2 separate regions of the Sus scrofa genome follow, and region 1 is linked to region 2. Evidence: chromatin contacts called from public targeted proximity ligation data. All regions are on one chromosome and are shown on one strand. The core of a region is the stretch at or near the end of the contact, and the rest is flanking DNA. Distances in the headings are between cores, read along the strand shown. Region 1 has its middle 7.7 kb from the start of FBXO32. Region 2 overlaps ANXA13 (annexin A13).

The links.
Region 1: a targeted proximity ligation map of skeletal muscle shows a contact between it and region 2. A contact is called at or near these places in 1 of 47 Hi-C or Micro-C datasets (embryonic fibroblasts) and 2 of 2 datasets of targeted methods (alveolar macrophages and skeletal muscle).

The regions. Positions count from the first base shown.
Region 1 is chr4:15,885,572-15,890,797 of Sscrofa11.1, forward strand. No RefSeq gene overlaps it. Among named protein-coding and RNA genes, the nearest start is that of FBXO32, 7.7 kb to the right of the region's middle.
Region 2 is chr4:15,748,569-15,753,387 of Sscrofa11.1, forward strand. ANXA13 (annexin A13) reads left to right here. Exons shown (of 11, transcript XM_013996500.2): 5 at 346-379; 6 at 481-560; 7 at 2,210-2,278; 8 at 2,690-2,791. Among named protein-coding and RNA genes, the nearest start is that of KLHL38, 42 kb to the right of the region's middle.

The DNA of each region.
Region 1 (5,226 bases), core at 2,185-4,684, 140 kb after region 2:
CCTCTGTCAGTTCTTACTCATCCTTTAAGACCCAGGTTGGCTTAGGTGCTTTATCCCTGTGGGTGTCCCAAAGACCCCCACGCAAATCCCCATCACTGCACTTGTCACAGTTTCAGGAGTACGTGTTTATGTGTGTCTCTCTCCCTGTGGCCTATGCACTCCTTGAGGGTAGATGTTCATCTCTGTGTTCCCTAAGCTGCTTTAGATCAAGAGCAGCAGGAACATAGGGAGTTCCTGTCGTGGCGCAGTGGTTAACGAATCCGACCAGGAAACATGAGGTTGCGGGTTCGATCCCTGCCCTTGCTCAGTGGGTTAATGATCCGGCATTGCCGTGAGCTGTGGTGTAGGTTGCAGACACTGCTCGGATCTGGTGTAGGCCGGCGGCTACAGCTCCGATTCGACCCCTAGCCTGGGAACCTCCATATGCCGCGGGAGCGGCCCTAGAAAAGGCAAAAAAAAAAAAGAGTAGCAGGAACATAGCAAGGGTGTGATGTGTCCCTGCTGAGATGATGAATGAATGACATTCTATAATAAATTTTACAGCCAGTAAAATAATCAAAAACAGAACGAAAGATAACCACTCCTTTTGTTCAGCTGACAGAAGAGAGGGGAAAAAAATCTAATTTATGCGCCATCTCTTCAATAAACACACAATTTGAAGACGTTTAGCAAAAGCACTTACGGAATACCATTTTTAGCAAAACAGATGTTTAAAAGACGAAATGATTTATTAAATTACTATCAACAGTAAATCCTGGTTGAAAATATTATGTCCCTTAAGGGACTGAATTTCCCAGGCAGTAGCTGGAATGGGAAAGAAGATGAACATTCTGTACTTCTTTTTAAATTGCTTTCTTCTTCCTGAAATGAATGTACTGTTATTTAAAAGAAATCATGGGTTCATTTTATTTTTATTTTTCTTGAATCACCTGAGATAAACAGAAAAATGGTTTTCAAGTCATTGACCACATTTCCTAGGCTGCAACTTAGAAATGCAGTTTCCCCTATTCTGAGACCTCATATGTGCCAGACATCAGTCCTCTAGGAGTGAACAGAAGCCACTTCTAGACTTCAGCTTTCTGGGGAAAATAATGGCTAAGATGGGCAGAGATATACAAGTCATCCAAGAAAAAGGATAGGAGAGAATTGTGTTTTTCTGTTCCCTATTCACAATCTGTAGTTATTATGAATGATCATCCTTCAACCAATGAAGCCATAGAATCACACAACCAATCTAAAACATGTATGTGTGTCTAAATGTGAAACCAAACAGGTTAAGCGACTTCTCCAGGATTTGACACATCAGTAGCTGACTCATACGAGAAAACATTCTTAAAGTGACTCACAAACCTCTTACCCAAGCACTAGGGTTGACAAGTCCAAACACGTAGTGATTACAACTATTTGTCAAAATATGACAAGCTGTAGATCTGCATTCAATCTAATGGTCAGGTAAGGACTTAAAGGCATCTGATTTTTCTTTTCTTTCTTTTTTTTTTTTTTTTTTTTTTTTGTCTTTTTGTCTTTTCTGGGGCCACACCTGTGGCATATGGAGGTTCCCAGGCTAGGGGTCCAATTGGAGCTGTAGCTGCCGGCCTACGCCAGAGCCACAGCAACGCGGGATCTGAGCCACGTCTGCAACCTACACCACAGCTCACGGCAATGCCGGATCATTAACCCACTGAGCAAGGCCAGGGATTGAACCCGCAACCTCATGTTTCCTAGTCAGATTCATTAACCACTGTGCCACGACAGGAACTCCAAAGCATTTGATTTTTCAAATCTGCTGTTTCTCTAGGATCCTGGTTGACTTTGAAGAGTAGTCTCTTTAAGGGCTCAAATACTGGTTACTGTTTTTCTTACACTCTTTGGACCAAATTCATTGATGAGAAGTCCTGATAAAATCCAAACATTGGGATGTGTAAATCAGAGTTTGCATTTTACTTCTACATTTCCTTTTCTCAGGGACACTGGCCACTAGAGAAAGGGTAATGGAGTATCCTAACCTTATGGGCTTGGTCTCACGGTGCTCAATTCCCAGCACTGCTACAACTAGCTCCGTATTCCTGCGTGAGCTTCTCTTCTTTGGAATCGGACTAGGTAACCTCTAAAAGTTTGTTCTGATTTCTCTAAGCAGACATGCTAGTAAGCAGGTAACACACCTGAGTCTCAGTCTCTTCATCTGTGAACTGGGAATAAAGCATTTACCATGCAACACTACATGAACATGAGTGATAATAAGTAAGTAACCCATAAGACACAATGTCTAGAAGAACTTCGGTCTGAGCTACTTTTGCATATGAGAAATCTCAGAACTAAAATTTGCTACTCAACCATTCAAGATGCCATTTGAAGAATTATAGACAGGTATGAGTATATGCATAACCGAATCACTCTGTTGTACAGCAGAAATTAACACAAAACTGTAAACCTTCTATAATTCAATAAAAAGTTTTTAAAAAAGAATTATGACAGGCTAGTTTTTTTTGGGTTTTGTTTTTTGCTTTTTAGGGCCACACATGTGGCACGTGGAAGTTCCCAGGCTAGGGGTTGAATCAGAGCTTCAGCTGCCAGACTACATCACAGCCACAGCAACACAGGATCCAAGCCACATCTGTGACCTACTCCACAGCTCACAGCAACAGCGGATACTTAACCCACTGATCGAGGCCAGGGATTAAACTCGAGTCCTCATGGATACTAGTCAGGTTCATTACTGCTGAGCCACAACGGGAACTCCACGAACAGGCTAGTTTTAACCACCTTCAGGAACTAATACTGTATTTAAAGTTTTACATCCATAACAAATTTAACATAAAAATTGAAGACAACAAATTTAACCTTCACATATTAAAATTTGTGGGGGGTTTTTTTGTGTTTTTTTTTTAGCAGTCTGGGCTATTGATGTAAATGTTGTGGTTTCATTCAACTCCCTAGTTGATACAAAAGTTAGTCGTTTTGCATCCAAACCCTTTTTGCTACTTATTAAAAGATAAAAAAGGAATTTTCATTAAAATTGAGCAACTGAGCTATAAAAGAGGGAGGATTATAGCACAATGTCCTTGACCCTCTCTCAGAAACAGAACCAGGCCCCCATCTGAGGAATAGCAAATGATTCTCATTAAAGTAATGAGAATATTTTCAGTGACATGTGTCTGACCGACTTTAATTCAGTTGGCAGGACCCATGGCAGCCACAGGCCCAGAAATAACACACAGCTGGCAGTTCCTGCTCAAACACACCTAACAGACTTATTTCGCACTGTTTCAAGGATACCCTACCCTAGACAGACGGGGCACAAGGTCATATGCAAATTGCTGTGGCATTAAACAATACATTCCTCAGGAAGACATTGGCAGGTTGAACTTAAGACACCAGCTCTGCCTTTAGGACATTTTCTCTGACTTGAACAGGGCGGGCCAATGGATCTGGCCGATTCCAGCCCCTCCCCAACCCAACAAGCTCAAGCTATTTTTAACTCACAACTACTGCTGATAAGTATTTTTCGCACACACACAAAATACCCTTTTAGAAAGAGAAGCTCTGAAAAAAACAAAATATCATGACATGTCAGTGCGAAGTAGCCAATCCCTCTTCCAAAGCTATAAACGAATGTCATTTTGGGTTAGAAACATATTTATCATAGTTATTTCATTTATCACATTTTCCACAATCCTTTCTACAAACAATTTCTCTAAACAGCCGTAGGAGGCAGTAGCCAGGCTGAAATTACTCCAGATTTACCTTTGAAAATGCAGTCTTTGGAACAGAATAAGGCCCACTTCTGCAGTTCAAGTGCAGTAAATAATAACTAATAATAGGTAAACTAGCATTTCACTGTTCAGTTTGCTCCAATAGATACGTTTCCCAAATCTGGAAATTAGCTAAGTAAGCTGTGCTGCATGCCCTCAAAACCTAAAATTTAGTAAGGAAGACATATGGGCTTAAGCAAGTTCTGCCTAAAATGATAATAACTACTATTGGTATCAGTACTATCCTAGATACTTCATATGTATTACCTCAATAAATCCTCACAATATCCTCGGAGGTAGGTACTGTCATCCTTCCCATTTCACAAGTGAAAAAAGAGTAGCACAGAGAGGTTAAGTAATTTGCCCAAGGTCACACAGCTATGTAAGTAGGGAACTAGGATTTGAACCCAGTCAATCTGGCTCCAGCTAGGGCTGAGGACAGACCTGGGTACCAGCCTGAATTCTACCACATACTAGCTGGGTGATCCTAGACAGGTTATTTAACTTTTCTGAGCCTCCCTTTCATCATCTATAAAATGGGAATAACAATACGTAGCTCATAGGCTTTTGTGAGGAGCGTCAAACAGGGCAAAGTGCTTGCCACACGCTTCAGCGTGGCTAGCTAGCATCTGCCATCAAGGTAACAAGCATATTAACACATCTTTTTTCTAGGATGCTACCTTTTGACCACCTTTTTCTCTATTTGCCTCACCAACTGGTAAGGCACACCACCAGAGAATTCAGATATGCAGGCTGGGATTGGGGGGCTGCCGACTCTCCCACCTCCCTACTCTGCAATGTCCTTAGAAGTAATAAGATGTCAAAAGATGAAGTCATGGGACTAACAGCATCCCACCATAGTTCAACATTTATCGTGGGGGTTTTCTGTTAGGTTTTTTTTTTTGTTTTTTGTGGGTTTTTTTGCTTTTTTTAGGGCCACACCCGCAGCATATGGAAGTTCCCAGGCTAGGGGTTGAATTGGAGCTACAGCCGCTGGCCTGCGCCAGAGCCACAGCAGCGTGGGATCTGAGCTGCATCTGCGACCTATACCACTGCTCCCAGCAACGCTGGATCCTTACCTCACTGAGCAAGGCCAGGGATCGCACCCACATCTTCACAGACCGTAGTTGGGTTCGTTAACCGCTGAGCCATGAAGGGAACTCCTTTATTGTGTTATTTATTGTTCAGCTGTCATGTACCAAGCATCATGCCAGGCACTGTGATAACTAAACCACTAAGACACAGACCTACCACCAAGAAGCTCACAGCCCCATAGGGGAAAAGCACGTGTAAATAATCAAATACCCAGCATTGTGATCTCGTCAATCTGCTACACAAAGCTGTTCAGAAGAGGCAAGGCCTAGGGACCCCTGCAATGGAACCACAGCCACAGTTCCAACACTGTGGGCAATGTTCAAACCATCACATCGGTCTGTGCCTTGTGAAAGCATCCTTCTGCCGCTATATCTTCAGT
Region 2 (4,819 bases), core at 188-2,687:
AAGGTCCTACAATATTCAATATCCTGTAATAAACCATAATGGAAAAGAATATACACATACATATAACTGAATCACTCTCCTGTACAGCAGAAATTAACACAACATTGTAAATCAATTATACTTCAATACACTTTTTTTTTTTTTTTTTTTTTTAAAAAGGACTCCTTCATAAAGTCAGGGGCTTGTTCCAGGCCTAGACCTTGACCTGTCCGGATGGCCCCTCTGTATCGGAAAGGAATGCTGTGTCCAGAGACAAGCTCCTGCCTCTTCCCTTTGCATGTCTCTGCCTATCTTATCTATTAACCCCGCCTTGGAATATTGATCTTTTTTTATTACCTTTCCCAGGAAATCATCGCCATTAAAGAGGCCTACCAAAAGTGTAAGTGACCTTTTGTTCTGACTTTAGATAAAGAATGTTCCTTCCAAAATACCTCTGGGAAACTAAATCTGCTCTCTCTCGTCCTTTTTTCTTCTCCAAAGTATTTGACAGGAGCCTTGAATCAGATGTCAAAAGTGATACAAGCGGAAACCTAAAAAAAATTCTGGTCTCCTTGCTACAGGTAAGCGTAAAGAGGTCTTGCCTGCTTTGGGATCGTGAGATAAAGCCTGTGGCAACTTGGCACCACGAAGAAAAAGGCGATATAGATAATAAACCCTTCCTAATTTTATTACAAATGTTATCGAGGGACTGTCGACATGTGTCCTGTCAGCCCAGCTATTGTGAAATTACTCAATGGCAATTTTCGCCATGATCACAAATCTGCCTAGTTATTTGCAGTTGGCAATCCTTTTTTTGTTAATGAGTTATTTCATCAAGCATCATCAACTCATTTTGCCAGTGAGGAACCCCCAGGTGTAGGTAAGACAAAGCTCAGGTGCAAGAACCAGCCCCATCTGACCCCAAGCCGGGCCCTTTTCATGACACAGCTAACTCCAGGACTCAAGGAGTCTAAGCCAGGCTGCGGGGAGTTTGGCTGGGAAAGCAGGGCTTTCAGAACTGGCCCTGCTTAGGACACAGCCCCCTGGCCTCCAGCCAGATAGCATCTGCACTCTCATTGACACAGCCGTCTTGATGAGCTTTGTGGGCTTCCTCTGTTTCATTACTCTGCTGCTGGAGAGACTGACAGCAGAGAACACACAGAGCAGGCTTCAGCTGTAGCAGGAAGAGTGTGTGAGTGTTCTCCTGATTCAGAACAAAACTGCCACAAACTTAGCAACCTAAGCAGTGCAGACCTATGATTGAGCAGTTTCCACGGGCCAGGAGTCCTGTCACAGGTTAGCCGAGTCCTTGGCTCAGGGTATCTCCAGGCTGAAATCAAGGTGTCATCCAGGCCTGCCATCTCCTCTGAGGCCCCGGGGTCCTCTTCCGAGCTCACTGACTGTTGGCAGATTTCGGTTCCCTGTGGCTGTGTGGCTGATGGTCCTAGTTCCTTGATGTTGACCAGAGCCCACACTCGGCCGGTAGAGGCCATCTGCAGTCCCCTGTCATGTGGCCCCATAGACAGTGCAGAGCACGGCTCTTTGGTTTCCTCCAGGCCAGAGGAAGCACATCTCTAACTTCTTCCATCTCTCTGACCTTTTAAGAGCTCACCTGATTGGGTCAGGCCTCCCCCAAAGAGCACCTTTTTTGATGAACTCAACTGATTAGGGATCTTAATTACATCTGCAGACATGCCCCTTGCCATACACGCAAAACATGATCACACGAGTGATACCTCACTATGTCCATAGGTCTTGCCCACCATCCATGGGAGGGGATTAAACAAGGCGGTGGGCCGTTGAGGTCATCCGAGAATTCTGCCTGACACTCAGGGCTTAGGTGAGACCTCAAACCTTCCATGACCAACGTTCAGGGCTCTTCACGACTGAGTCCCTGAGAGGCAAAGTTTGATATTTTGAAAGGAAGACTATTAGCACCTCAATGGACTCATTCGAGGGGACATCAGGATGTCGCTCAGAGGTCAGTGGGGTTTCTGAGTGACCCTGGTTGCTAGGAGAAAAAAAACGTACAAATGTGTTGGTCGCAGAGGCTACTCTGTTCATCAGTTGTGCCCAAAAGATGGCAGCAAAGAGCAGCGCTGCCACTTTGCCCGGATGAGTCCAGCTTCCGGCCACCCCTCTGAAGCCACCCGTCTTCTGGGACTTGCCCTCTTTGTTTTTTGTGGTCAAGCAGGAACTCAAGTTCACAACAATGTGTTGACTTTTCTAGGCTAATCGTGAAGAAGGAGATAACGTGGACAAAGACCTCGCAGGTCAGGATGCCAAAGATCTGTATGATGTGAGTATGCAGACCTGCAGGCTCTGCAAATTCTTTTCTTTTTTCATGAACATTACTTTCAACAAAATGTTTCGTTCTGGCATGTGAATTGGAATTAATTGGGAAATAAGTATGATCTTTAACATATTTGTCATACATACAGTCTTCGTGTACCTAAAAGAATTGTTCCTATTCTTACACCCTGGGGATAACCACTTTAGATCTCTTCTGGAACGCCTGAGGGTATAAATAACATAAACAAATATGTGAGGTATACTTGTGGGCTAGAAGGTGGAAATACTGCGGCGATCAATGCTGCTTCTATTCAGCGCACATTTTATCATTCCCGGTAAGGGTGACTTGGTCACAGCTCTATACATTCAGTCTTTTTGCAAAAAGCTTTTTCAAAAGTGTTCGCACTCTGCCGTCTAGGCAGGGGAAGGCCGCTGGGGCACGGACGAGCTTGCCTTCAATGAAGTCCTGGCCCAGAGGAGTCACAAGCAGTTACGAGCCACCTTTCAAGCCTACCAAGTGGTAAGTGATCCAGCACAAGGGCAGCTGAAACCGAATCTCAGGCTATTTCCAAAAGAGGTCCAGATCTGAGGTATGGAACTAGGAGGGGCTTTTACAACAGAGCTTCTCATCAGGGGTCGTTTTGCCCCTCCCCCGACCCTTCGTGGCTCATCGGTTAACGAGCCCAACTAGGATCCCTGAGGATGTGGGTTTGATCCCTGGCTTCACTCAGTGGATCAAAGGGTTAAGGATCCGGTGTTGCCGTGAGCTGTGGCATAGGTCACAGATGAGGCTCGAATCCTGTGTTGTTGTGGCTGTGGTGTAGGCCGGCAACTGCAGCTCTGATTTGACCCCCTAGGCTGGGAACCTCCATATGCCATGGGTGTGGCCCTAAAAATAAAAAAAATAAAAAAAATAAAAAATTCAGCCTCCAAAAGTTAAATAAGATGTATGCTTACCATTTATATGCTAAGCCTACAAATGTTTGCTGTTATTATTATCACAATTTACAGTTGGGCTAACAGTGCCTGCCTACCACTTCCCAGAGACAGATAAGGATAATACCTCCGACATACACTCCTGAAAAGATGTGTATAAATCACTTTTATGCAATTAATTTTTTAATCTAATCATTTTAAGCCAACAAAGCTGAGTTATCTATTTCAAGGCACACAGTGGTTCGCCCTTCCCTGAAAGTCAGTCTTTGGTTGTAAGAAGCCCCTTGTGGAATATCAGATTTTTTTTTTTTTATATATTTGTGGATTGCTTTTAACTATTCAAAGCACTTCTGTGCCCTGTATCTCATTTCAATTTCACAACAGTACTGCAACTCTAACGTAGGCTGAAGGGCCACTGTTACCCACAATTGCTGGACAAGGAAAGTCTGTTATGAGTAAGGAAGCATCTGTAATGTATCAGGACCACACAGCAAGTCAGTAGCAGAAAGCGGATGAGAACTCCCAAGATTCCCCAGCCCCAGCTCCTACCTCGGCTTGAGCTGGCTGCTCCTCACTCAAAAGAGCGTTTCCTATGTGTTGCCAGCAGATGAAAAGACAATCAAGCTTTGGAATTTTATCATTACTGTATATAAGCCTTTAGGGGCCTCTGCTTTCAAATTGTGCCCAGAGTCAAGATCAAAGGCAGCTGACCCTGCACTCCCCTGGCCTCTGGGCCTGGAGCTGTGTAGACTAAGCTGGAAGACTCCTCCATGACCTAGACCCTCTTCCCATAAGACTAGGGGCCACGGAAGGAGTTTCTGGGGTGGCTGTCACTGGGAATCACTATAGAAACACATACATGTGAGTGTCTATGTGTGTATCTGTGTGTGTACATGAACTACTGACTATCCAAGGACACTCTCTCAGCCAATTATTCTTGAAACTAGTTCCAAAACAGCAGAATCAGGATCTGCTTGAGAATATGTTTAAAATAAGAATTCTTTGTCCCTGGATCTATGAATCACATTTCCTGGGGCTGGGGTCCTATAGTCTGCGTTTTAATACATCTACTAGATCCTAACGCATGTTCAAGTTTAAGAAGTCTGCTCTAGGCGACTAGCTATATGGCCTTGGACAAGTTATTAAGGGTTTTGTGCCTCCATCTCCCCAACCATAAAATAGGGATAATAACAGTGCCTACTTGACGGGTTGGTAAGGATTAAATGAATTAACAGATTTAAAGCATCTAGGAGTTCTGTCGTGGCTCAGCCATAACTAACCCGACTAGTAGCCATGAGGATGTGGGTTCGATCCCTGGCCTTGCTCAGTGGGTTAAGGATCCAGTGTTGCTGTGAGCTGCAATGCAGGTCACAGACAAGGCTTGGATCTGATGTGGCTGTGGCTGTGATGTAGGCTGGTGGCTACAGCTCTGATTCAACTCCTAGCCCGGGAACCTCCCCATGCCGTGGGTAAGGCTCTAAAAAGACAAAGAAAAAAAAAAAAAAAAAGATTTAAAGCATCTAGTGCCTGGCATACAATAGGTGCTTGATAAACATTAGCAATTGTTAGGAGGCTCTCTGTGTGAACTATTAACCTCAAAAATCAGACCTAA